Regions from separate parts of the Mus musculus genome. Here region 2 is linked to region 1. A link is a contact called in public HiChIP or PLAC-seq data. All regions are on one chromosome and are shown on one strand. Each heading gives the region's core, a stretch centred on a gene start, on an enhancer-like site or on the middle of the called end of the contact. The rest is flanking DNA. Distances are from core to core; before and after follow the strand shown. Region 1 overlaps Adck1 (aarF domain containing kinase 1). Region 2 overlaps Nrxn3 (neurexin III).

Evidence for each region. HiChIP or PLAC-seq counts read pairs in DNA pulled down with a chosen protein or histone mark.
Region 2: a contact with region 1 is called in an H3K27ac HiChIP or PLAC-seq map of SST interneurons, with 4 times the contacts expected there. The contact joins two enhancer-like sites. A contact is called at or near these places in 2 of 484 Hi-C or Micro-C datasets (cortical neurons and frontal cortex) and 2 of 115 datasets of contacts at active chromatin or transcription factors (SST interneurons and embryonic basal ganglia).

The regions. Positions count from the first base shown.
Region 1 is chr12:88,425,254-88,431,229 of GRCm38.p6, forward strand. It overlaps Adck1 (aarF domain containing kinase 1), which reads left to right. Exons shown (of 11, transcript NM_001277297.1): 5 at 5,768-5,926. Among named protein-coding and RNA genes, the nearest start is that of 4930473H19Rik, 14 kb to the right of the region's middle. Within about 2 kb of position 3,713, at least 91 of the 459 cell types and tissues checked have an H3K27ac peak or open chromatin away from gene starts, as enhancers often do. A contact at or near this core is called in SST interneurons, where this site is marked.
Region 2 is chr12:88,994,634-89,001,180 of GRCm38.p6, forward strand. The region is part of intron 3 of Nrxn3 (neurexin III); the gene reads left to right. Among named protein-coding and RNA genes, the nearest start is that of Gm40537, 25 kb to the left of the region's middle. Within about 2 kb of position 1,743, at least 3 of the 459 cell types and tissues checked have an H3K27ac peak or open chromatin away from gene starts, as enhancers often do. A contact at or near this core is called in SST interneurons, where this site is marked.

The DNA of each region.
Region 1 (5,976 bases), core at 2,463-4,962:
AGGAGTTCCTTAGATTTAGGTGGCAGCTGTGAGTGGAAAGCTGAAGGTGGGGATGTCTCACCTTGAATGCAGAAGTGGAAAGTGAGAAAGCAATGCTATGTCCTCTTAGCATAGGGTCTGTGGGGCCATACTGGAGAGATTCTTGCCTTAGCTCCCCAGGTGTGGCCTTCAGGATTAGGTGACATGGTGAATGCAGGTACGTTATCTGCTGTAGCAAGCACTAAAGCACTCTGTTTTTCAAAGAGGTGATTATCTTCCTTTTAGGGGGTCTCTTTAGGGGCAGAAAGATGATGTTTTGTTGGCTCAGTGACCTAGCACTAACATGATTTCTGCTGAGTTATAGGTCTGCATTGGGTGAAAGAATGGTGTATTGGCTGTGTTCCATTGGCAGTGGCTGACTGTCTGGAGCTCTGTGTTGGGAGAGATAGTAAGGCATCATAGGGCTACAGGAGCAACAAATGCTGGATGGATTAGTGATGTCTGGCATGGGTATGGCTGGATGTATCACTTGGCTGTCACTGCATAAAACGTTACCCCCCAACTCCTCAAACCTAGTGGTTTAAAACAATAAGCATTCTTTGTTTGTTTTAAAGTTTCTGTTGACCAGGAGTTCAGGAGTGGCTTACTGACTGGTTCTGGATCAAGGTTATTAAGGTTCTCCATAGAGACAGAACCAGTTGAGAAGATTTCAGTAGAGGTAAACATGCAATGGAGGATTCATTAGGGAACTGATCATGTGATAATGGAGGATCAGGACTCCCATGATAGACTGCCTGTAAGATGGAGACTTCAGCTGAAGTCAGAGAGCCTCAGAGCTGGACAACCATTGGGCTGTTTTCCATCTGCAGCCCAACCCCCACCCAGGGGTGGGGCCTATGGGAGGCTTCTGGAAGAAGTCCTGGGGTCCCCATGATTCTAAAGTACAGGGCCTGAGGAGGTCATGGTTCCACCTCTAGAAGGGAGAAGGAAATTTTTTTCTGTCTGAATCTTCAGCCAAATGGACTGCACCTAATTAGAGGGTGGGTCTTCTCATTCTCCTGACCCCCAGGTCACCCTCCTCTGGAAACGCCCCGACAGACAGGCACAGCCAGAGGAACACTTTGCTAGGTCCCTCTGTGGGACTTAATCCAGTCAAACTGGCATTTAACACTGATAAACATGCTCAGGGGGTCTCATGAGGCTGTGGTCATCTGAGGACCTGTCTGGGGCTGGAAAGTCAGTGTCTAGGGGGCTCCCTGTGTGCAGAAAACCTGGTCCCTTACCTATCATAGGAATGAGCTGTGACAGGACAGCTGTTCCTCCTAAAAAAATCCAAGAGTAGGGAGGGGAGGGAGGGAGGAAGGGAGACATACAGACCTGCACACACAGAGGGGGGGAGGGGGAGAGGGGGAGAGGGAGAGAGAAGAGAGGGGGAGAGGGAGACAGAGACATTGATTGATTGATTGGTTGGTTGGTTGGTTGGTTATTGGAGTGCTTCTGTAACTTGGGAGTGGGTCATGAATCCCAGTTCACACTTAAGGGAAAGGGAATAGGCTCCACGAGGGGAGGGGCGTTTACAGGCGGAGTGAAAGCACCCCTACAGCCACTCATTTGCTATCACTGTCAAAGGTGACCTTAGAAGGCAAAGGCATGGCCTTGAAGGTGGGGGAGGGCGAACTACAAACCAGGATGTGTTCTAGAGCATGGGGCGATGGGGTGCTGCTTAGAGGAGCAGGGGTGAGGGATGGACTCAAGGTAGAGCTGGGTGGCAGGGATGCATTGGTAGTGTTTGGTTCAAGGCATTTTGCAGGGTCCTGGCTGGCTGGAGCTGTCCTGACTGCCTTAGGCTGAGGCTCCTGCTAGCTACTCCATTAGCGTAGTCTGAGGCTGCCCATCAGGCTTGAATGGGTGGCAGCTGGAACCCAGCCAGATATGGGTGGGCCAACCCCACAAGAGAGAGCCAGATGTTCTTGGTTGCTGATGCCATGGTAACCAGCCTTTGCCTCTCACCAAGAACCTTGCTGCATTGGTCTGTATCAGGCACCCAGGGCATCACCCGAGCTCTTAGATGCCTGGCCTTGGCATCTAGGCCTGCTTGAGACAGACTCCTAGCTTCACCCGGAGCCAGGCTGGCCCAGGGCCTGGGAGATGCCTATGATAATGACACTGTATGAGTATGGGGACCACAGAATGGGATATTTGATGTTGGGCTTTATAAGAAAGTCCATCCTCACCCTGCCCTAACCTGGGACCTTGAGCCAGTAGTCATTTGGGGCCTCAGGCTGTGCGCCCTTCAGACAGTGGTGTGGCTGGCTAAGAGACTGAGTCGAAGAAGAGCTCCCTAGCTTCTTCAAGCCAACATGACTCTTGTTGTTTTATTTTTAGTCAAATGAAGCTCCTGGCCAGTGCTTAGCCACTCCATGTGGCATTTTGGAAAAGATGCCCCGTGGCCTTAACTTCTGGGAACCCAGAGGTCTGCCATCAAATCTCTGCCTGTAGAGGCACAATGCTCCTTCTGGTCCTGGGACAACTGAAGCCCCAGGGAGGGTCCTGTTCTTCTTGCCTGATCAATGGCTTTCCTTATAAAAGATTTACATTTGTGTTCTGTCTGTCAGTCCATTTCTTTCTCACTCTCAGTTTTGCTCTCCACAGAGCTGGAACAACTTTCTCTCTGAGAATTTTTTTTTCTTTTCTAGATGATCATATCAATATATTTGAATCTCAGACCGATGGTAATTAAAAAGCACACAACCAACCATTTTAAAATTCAGCTGTTTTACTTAATTGATTTTGCCGCCAGACCCAGGGAGGGGGTGCAGGGGGAGGGAAAAGGAACAGGGAGCCAGGCAGTGGAAGGAGACAAGTTTCCAGAAGGGACTGGAGGCAGCCGAGGGCCCTGCTTGAATGTAATTGCTGAAAATGCTGCAGTTTGTTTCTGCTAATGGCTTTCTGCCGAGAGGGCCAGGGAAGGAGGCAGGTCCTTCGCAACTGGAAGGGAGGGGCAGCATTTATTTCAGCTGCTGGGGGAGGGGGGATATAATTCTGCTTTCGGGACAGGGTCTATTTTTCCTTGCTATCTATCTGCATAAAGTACTTTCACTGAACACTTTGAATTAAGGTTCCATTTAGAGATACTTTATTCATATTTAATTACAGGCTGCAGTACCGATCTTTAATTACCTTTTTTTTTTTATAAGCCAGCTAGGAGCATCCACTAGCAATCAATTATTGGGTATGTGTATGTATGTGTGTATGCTTGTGTGTATGTGTATGTATATGTGTATGCATGTATGTGTTAGCATGTGTGCATGTGTTAGTGTGAGAATGGGAAGGTGTAGGAGTTACTTCTAGTTAGAGAAGGAAAGATGGCTGCAGGGATGTTGGGGTACTTGGGGTTCAGGGATGCTTAGGATGGGTCAGGGGTTTGCCTTGTACCCTTTCTGCTCTGTTGCTTCTTCTGGTCAAACTGAGAATTTTGTTAACCCATTACTGCTAGGGATGGCTCAGTGCTGAGTTAGCTGCTGGAGTTAGGTGTTATCTTGGGGCTTTCTCCATCCCCTGATGAGGGCAGGAGGTTGGGGGTTGGGAGCTTCCTGTCCCTGGGTGAAACAGCAAAGCCTGGCTTCCTCTCACCCCAGAGATTAGGATCTGCTTGCCTCAGTCCTCTCCTCCCTCTCCCTCCACTTCCCTGTGGGGTGCTCTTGGCAGCTGTTCTTGTCACAGAGCTCTAGAGGTGCCATGTCACTCTTCAGTAGCAGTGACTCTGCAGTGTCCCCACAATGACACAGGTTTGGAACTGGTTGTCCTTCTCAGATAAGGAGGTGACGTTCCCTGGGCCTGGCAAAGGCTAGGTGTAGGGAATGAGGCCACAGGCAGATCGGGCAAGGTCCACAGCTCCTCCTTGGAAAATGGTCTCTCTGGTGGTCCTCTAGGCACTACTGGTCTTTAAAGGGGTCTGTGTGGATCTCACTAGGCAGTAGCAGAATCCCTGCCTCATACTGTTCCTGGGTCCTTGTCCCAGTAAGGGGGCAGAGAGAGGCCGAAACCCACAGTCACTGAGTGTCTAAGGGGCCTTGGCCTGGGTCTCCCTCATGCCATTTATCTCATGGGTACTCGAGAACACATTGTGTCAGTCAGAGCCCCTGGCCTCTGTCAGATACCTTTGCTCAAACTGACTTATGCAAGCAAACAAGCAAACAGAAAGGAATTATAGGCTAGGTAGTCAGGGATGTCTAGATCAAGGGGCTACAACTAACTAGGATTTACTTCCCCATTTCTTGGCTCTGCTTTCTTTGTTTCTTTTCTATGACCTTTGGCATGCCCCATGGAGTTGTGTTTTTCTTCTCAGGTACAATAGAAAGCATGTTCCTTAAACAGATACATAAAAGTTAGTTCTGTGACCAATACCACCCCCCACCCTCACCCCGAGCTCCTGTCTCTAGCTGCATATGTATCAGAAGATGGCCTAGTCGGCCATCAGTAGAAAGAGAGGCCCATTGGTCTTGCAAACTTTATATGCCTTAGTACAGGGGAACGTCAGGGCCAAGAAGTGGGAGGGGGGGAAAGTAGGGGGAAGGGCATGGGGGACTTTTGTGATAGCATTGGAAATGTAAATGAAGAAAGTACCTAATTTAAAAAAAAAAAGTTAGTTCTGGATGGACTAGTTGGGCCACATGTCTTATTTCTGAGCCAACTGGGGTGTTTAGGGCTGCTTTCTGACTTGCCAGGCTGAGATCTCATCGGGAGTAACAGCTGCCCAGGTAAAGCTCAGGCATGTGAGTAGATAATACAAGAGAATCTTGTCCTCAGGAGCCCGGAACTCACAGAAGAGGGAGGGAACAGCAAGTGTGTTGTTGGGGGAACAAGGAGATCTAGACACTAGGATGGGGACAAGTGATCCATCGGAGCTCTGTTCCTCATGACCAACTTCTGTGGCCCTTCCATGATGCCTGGGCCTTAGCCTCTACAGAATTTTGGTAGATAGAATGAAACTAAGAAGGTACAGGAATGGTGGCAGGGAGGTGGGAACCATTTGTGCCGTAGGATTAGCAAACAGGATTGGGATGGTAGCTGTGGGGCCTTTGGTATCTCAAGTTTGAGGAGAGAAAGGGGCAGTGCTGAGGGGCGGGATGATTGTATCTGGACCATGTAGCCATGACCAAGTAGTCAGAAAGAGAAGATGTAAGAGAAAGTGCAGTTTCTATATCATGCAGAAATAAACTGAGGCACAGAAGAGGCAAGAACACTCCCAGAGGCTCACTTTAGGTGTCTGGCAGCCCCAGGAACCTGCTAGGGTGTGGCCAGGCCAGCAGTGGCCCAGAAGTCCATGTCGAGGCTGCTACTCAGGCAAAAGGTAATTGATGGCTGTGATTCGGAGGCTCCATCTTAAAGGTCCCCGAGCTCTCTCGGTTCGTAGGATTGGAATGTCTTCCATCTGGCCTGTCATGCTGCTCTGGCCCCAGCTCTGTTAACTTTTTATGATTCAGCAGACTCAGTGGTGGATCATTAAATGGGCAGATGAGACCCTGTGTTTCTTTGGCCTTCGATGGGAGTCACAGAGCTTCTGCACTCCTGTGTAATCGTGTTCTCCATACATGTTTCCTGTCCTGTCCTGTTCTTCCCTGTGCTGTCCATGATTCTGGTGTGAATTCTGATGATAGCAAAAGGGCCATCTGGGATCCACACAACTAACTGATACGGCAGTAAATCTGCTGTGGGACACAATGCCCTCTCACCAAATTAGGCCACGCTTCCTTTAGTCAGTCTGTTCTCTTTCTCCTCCTGACAGATCCACGATTTGTTCCTGAGCTTCGATGACACCCCTCTTGGGGCAGCCTCCCTGGCCCAGGTCCACAAGGCGGTGTTGCATGATGGTCGGACAGTGGCAGTTAAGGTCCAGCACCCGAAGGTTCAGGCTCAAAGCTCTAAGGACATTCTCCTGATGGAGGTGGGTGCTCCCCGTTTTCTTTCCTGTTCCTCAGTCTTGTTTTTCCTCAG
Region 2 (6,547 bases), core at 493-2,992, 570 kb after region 1:
GATGAGTTCTAAGTGCACACTAACCTATGGGTAGAGAGGTAAGAATTTAGAGAGTATTCTGACTCTATTTGCATTTAGCAAAATAGTAGTATTAGCTTCACCCCCAAGCCTGTGAGCTTTCCAACCTTGGGTTCTTGTCCAGATTCAAGGTGCCAGGCATGTGTTGCTTCCCGTGGAGTAGGACTCTTCAGTCAGGATGTGGATGATGTCCCCCATAACATTTGTGCTACTTTCCCACCCATATTTTACCATGTTGGTCATTATTGTAGTTTATGGGTTTGCAGCTGGATAAGTCTGTTGATGATTTTCCCTCCCCCCACCCCCAACCCCAACCCCAAGCAGTGTGCTTAGCATTTTTTGATACCATAGAATCTGTGTAGCAGGGAGAAAACTTCCTGGTCACTTCCAACTTTATTTCTCTATGTGCTATGGAGAAAGCATGTGGTATCTTCTGCAAGAGGATCTTACCGTCAAGTTCTGGTGAACAACCAAGAGCTTTGACAATAGCCTGTGTTGTTTTAGGGTTGTCTGGGACATACCTGATGAACAACTTGAGGTGCAGTCTTTTTAATATCCCATAGCTTCTGGGAGGATCATTATTGCCTACATATGGCAATATCAATTACATTCTTTTATACAAACTATATATATATATATACATATATATACATAAAGCTTATAAGGTATTATGTTTTCATTTGGCTTTTCAAACATTCCCAGTGTTAATTATCTTGTCTCCCACCCATTCCTCTTCTTACATACCCCATTCAATGTGACCCTAAAAGTTACTATGATAATTTTAGAAGATAGTTATCAATATCCCTATTGTCCTTCTGAAAACACAACTCCATTACAGGAGAATGAATTTCTCAATAATATAAGAAGTACACGAGTGCCTCCATATCCATATAAAGGCATATGCTTTACTCTCTGTATCTACTGTGGATGGTGCAAATAATCCCCAAAACGGATGTAACTCACTTGATGTCTTATATTAATGATTATGGATACTGCTCAATATAAAGACTGAACCCTGGTTCTCAGCATTGTGTTCCTTTCATCACCTTTCTGTAATCTAAGCAGTCATTGGCTGTCTAGGCAGCCCACCTGGCTGGCATCCAACCTCTCAGACCCCTGAGTATGACTTGGTCTCCACTGATTCTGACCCAGAGGAAAAATGTGTAGAACTCATCAGGAAATTATCTTTCCAAAGTTAAAAATAGATTAAAAACAAAGGCTGAGGAAAAAAAAAACTCATCAGCATGCTAACAATGACTGTTTAGATAATGGAGTTGTGGACAGTCTGCTTTTATTTCTCTGTTTCTGTAGTCTTAGAAACTCAGTGAGACTTTATTATTGAAAAAGAAAGAAAGCAAGCGTGACAGTCCAGGTACCAGAGTGGATGTGTCATATGTGTGCTACTTGGTGCTGCTAAATTGGAGTAAGTTGCATGGTGGATGAGTCAAAAAGCAGACATTGTGTTTGTCTTGTAAATAAATGCCACAGCAGGGCCTTTATCATTCTTTAACTCCCTTTTCTTCTTTAGAGCCCCAGTGATAGTCTCAGTTGCCCTGTCTCATACCTTGCTTCTGCCTTGGGGCCCCAGGGTCAGTCATTGTGAAAATGCATAGGCATGCATAGGGCCCGGCAGGCCAGAAAAGATAGAAGGAATCTGGGAATCAGAGCCTCCCATCTCTCTGCAGAGCTGCTGGTTTGAGCTCCTCACTCCACCTGCTGTGGACCTGTGGACTTACATAACACATTCACAGGACTTCATTTTCCAGTAGATTGAAAGCAAAGCCACTGTTGATTTTCTCCAAAAAGATCTATTTGGAAGTGCAATTGCCTGGAATTACATGGTGGGGCGAGAGGCCAGACCTTGCTGTAAATAACTTTCCTCTCAGCCACACACAGAGGCCCAGCTACCATCACTGTCTGTGCTGCGGGCACTTCTGTTTGATGTGGAATATTTATATATATATGAACACAGGTGTGCATAATCTCAGGCTGTTACTTAGCTCATTGCCCCTTCTACTTCTGGAGCCTTGCATCTAAAGGACAGCATCTAAACCCGAGATAAAGAGGAGGAGACACTGGGTTTGTGTCTCTGGTCCCCTATATCAGCCCATTTGTGTGACTTCTTTCCTACTACATATGCCACCTACCCATGGGTTTTTGGAGCTGTATGAGGCCCAAGTCTCGTGAGCATATCCTGGGGTGGCTCAATGAACAAGCAGCGGACTTATTATACAAGAAAATATCCGAACTGTGGCACCAAGGGTGCCAGTGTCAACTCATGGGGTCTTAGAGTAGTACTTACATCTGAGCTTCTGTATCTATACATGAAATCAAGCATACTGCTAAAACCACAACCTACAACAAATAGCTAAAGCCAACCAATTGGTGACAGGGTGGGGGTCAAGAGTACCTCCATCTCAGTGTTCATATGGGGATAAAAGGGAATAATGCCGAGAAATCACAAGACACAGCATCTGACAGCTGGCATGTGCTCTGAAAATTCTGTGGTATTCTGTCTTGCATTTGTCACAATTGTGACAATTGAAATATGAATCAAACAACAATGGGTTTGAAAGTAGCATGGCTCAAGCAAAGGCTGGGTAGGATTCTGTAAAGTATTGGATGCATTTTGGGGGGGACTGACTTTGCTTCTAAAAAGGCATGGCATATACACAGGGATCCCCAAGACAGAATAATTAACACACAGTGGCAGATGGGAATTACTGCTGCATTCTTCTGGTGGGTATTTTATTTAAAGAGCCCTGCCTAGGCAAGTAGAAGATGGTGTCTACCCCAAAGAGAGTGGCATTTAATGCTCATCTGAATGGGAGAGTTTTATCTAGAAAATCTTGTCAATGTTCACTGGTTATTCTACAGAATTAGCCCTATCTTGCAAGCATTATGCAGTGATACATTAGCTCATCTTGATATTTAAGTTCTATGGCTTATGTGTGCATTTCTCCATCAAATCAATATCTCAATGGAATCTAGACCATAATCTCGGGATAAGGCTACTAAATAAACCTCAAGATAGAATGCAAATATTCACCTATACAACAATGGCTGAAATTCTACTCCACGATTATAAGTAGTGCAGGCAAACTTCTCTTAAGTAGTTTTTAAGTGTTCATATGTGCCTTATTTGAAGTAATCTCTAGTGTGCCTGGTGACACTTATTTTTATTATTATGTCATCACTATAGGAGAGTGGTAGAAAGGAAAGATATTAGAAGGAGGTTGGCTGCTTCAAATCTAAATTCACTAGTGTTGTGTATATAGGCAAGCTAATTCTCTATGACTTGATCTTACATTTATGTAGGGATATAATAGTAATGTTTCAAAAGGCTATTTTAAGCATGAAGTAATTAAATGTATATAGAGTGCTTAGCTATTATTATCTCCACTAAATGTCTGAGAACACTGGGGATGAGAGTGAGGGAAATGATGTTCACAATAGCATGCAGCTGGAGAGAGAACCAGGTCAAGGATCCGTGCCATAGGACACTACAATTAAGCTTTTTTCCTTGTTCTAAGAAAAATGTGAAGAATCTTTGATTTCTCCTACATTAGCATCTTTCGTGGCAGCTATCAGTCATAAGTAACAGTGTTTCAGAATTGCTTAAAGCCTCAGTAAGAATAGTTGAAGACTTGAGAACTTCCTTAATTAATTGTCAACCCCTGAAAACACGTTTAAAAAGCCCCACCTCACCTAGTAGGTTCAGTTTATGTGCCAATCCCAGCTACAGCTGAGGCACCAGTCCATGGGATTCATGGTGAATACTATCAGGAGCAGAACCCTGGCTCAAGCCTTGTCAATCATTGGTTGTCCTGTAGCCAGATCTAAAGAGAACTTTTCTTCCTAATGTGACTCTAAGACACAAGTTGCTTTGAGTGTTTAACGAAGTTCAAACTCTTGGGTTTTCATTATGAGAAACTACGTATGTACTACCAAATTATGGTTTGAGTGTAAATTCTTCCCATCGGTCTTGTTTTGAATACTTGGTCACTAGTTGTAGAAATGGGAAGGGTTTGGAACCCTTGAGAAGGGGAACTGGCTCACGGAAATATATCAGTAGGAATGGGACTTTGAAGGTGATATCTATCCTGGCTTTTGTTTGTACACTTGTTTCCTGGTCAGAGGCCACCTGGAGAATTTTTTACTGGTTTTACTGTACTCTCCCATCATCTTGAATTAAGACTTTCCCAATCCCAAGCCATCTATGCCATGGTACATGATGGAATCTGCCCCCTAACGCCATGAGCATGAGTGAGCCTTTCCTTCCTTAAGTCACTTCTGTCAGGTATTTCATCTTATCAATGAGAAGAGTAACTAATACAGGAGCAACCTATTGATAGAATTAAGATAGAAGGTGGGGGTGTGGTGGAAAGATTGCTCAGTGATCAGTTCAGAGCACTGACTTCTCTTCCAAAGATCTTGAGTTCAATTCCCAGCAACCACATGGTAGCTTACAAACACCTGTAATAGAACCTGATGCCCTCTTCTGGCATGTCTGAAGAAAACTACAGTGTACTCATATAAATAAAATAATAATAAAAAAACCATATGCTGTCTTAAAGGTTTTTTTTTTTTAATTAAAAATAGAAGCTGGAGTAGAAGTTACGTCTTTAAGTGTTTTTCTTTCCTGGACTCACCTAAAACAACCTATCAGTAATCCAAATATATGGTGTTTTAACATATGTTTTAATATGTACTTTGAATGAAGGTGGGCCAGATAAAGGGTGCAGGTATCATTAAGGATGATCTTGCATTTTCCCGAGTTCCCCTAATTGCTGTTACTATAATGTGTGCATTCTACCACTGATAACTGATTATGTAGGAATTGTTGCTATTTATTTTAAAAAATAATAATTGAATTTCTAATATCTCCAAGAGAGCAATAGCATAAGTGAAATCAGGCAGTACCTTAGAGCAAGGTTTCTTTTTCCCAGTTCACATAGATGTGGCAGCCAACTAGCTACCTTGTGACCAATTAAGAACTGGAATATAGGCAAGGCGCCTTGGGAGAAGCATTTGCTGATTCACCATTTTGCAAATCCAGTCCTCCTCTCGGCTTTTTGCTCACCAGAGATGCTAGAAGTTCTAATTGCACTTTTGTTAGAACAGGAGGCTCTAATACAGCCTTAGAACATATTTTCCTCACTCAAGGTTGTCCCTTTCCCTTCCTCCCACAAAAGAAAGACTTTTGCTTTCCACGTATGATGGGTTGTCTTCCTAGAAGGTGTTAAAGTCCTAACACTGGGTATCTGTAAATGTCACTTTATTTGGAAATAGAATCACTGAAATGATCAAGTTAGAACGAGATTGTTAGAACATTTCTGAATCTAATAAGAATGTGTCATTAAAAATGAGACACTCCAAACATAGAGACACACAGGCACACAAGGAGAATGCAATATGAGCCAGAGAACACAGACTAAAGTGACATGTCTGCAAGCCAAAGAATGGCAAAATTTGTCAGTGAACTATCAGAAATTGGAAATGAGAGTTAGAACAAAATCACCCTTAGATTCCCTCAGAGGAGTCAACTTTGGCAACATTTTGATTTTGGTTGTCTGACCTCTAGCACTGTGGGTTTAAAAATCTTCTACAATTTAAGCCACACCCTTTGTGGCAGTTTGTTAGAACTCTAACATGCCAACACTCTATAGAACACAGAGGAGAGCTATTCTTTTGTTTTCATCTTTTCTATACATATTAGATAGGAATTGTGGTATACAATGCCCAATAACAGGCCCTGACAATGCATACAAATCATTGCATTTAAAGAGTTTATTTAAAGAGTTTATATACTAGCAAGAAGGAACGCTTACCTTTGCTAGCATTGTGGCAGGTAATTGATATCTATCTCCATGTTAACAATTGGCTGTCAATCTTGGCCATTCTCAAGACTGTCTTGGGGACATGAAAAATACCATTGTGCCTGTATCCCAAATACTTTGATTGAAATGACTGGTAACAGGAACAAACATCAGTGTTTTATAAATCTTACTAGGACATTCTGAGAAGCTGCCATTGTACCACTGTGTTGAGATATATTGCTCATCAGACCACTGCAATGGGAAGACAATGATATTTACAGGAAGCTGCTCATGTGATTCAAATATGTAGCTGGGTAGGAGGCCACTACCTTTCTTGAACAGTAGAGATCAGGTCTGTCTAATTATTGTCGTGTTCTCTCCACAACTCTCAGCATAGTACAGATAGTAGACAACAAGTGTGAGCTGAGGTGATAGAAGATATGCTGGAAACATGGCAAACAGACAGCCAGAGCAGCTATTGCATTGCAGAGTTCAGTAAAAAGATAGGTTTGTCAACCTAGGCAAGGAGAGAAGAGAAGAGCATTCTTGGTTAGGGGATATTATGTACCTAGGGTCAGGGGGTTGGTGGTGGTTCAGTAAACTGCAGCGATGCCTATGGTGGCGATAAATGAGAAGGTAAGAAAGGGCTGATCATGGACCACATGGAGTGTGGTTTTTGTAGATGCTTGGGTTGTCTTATGGGTACATCC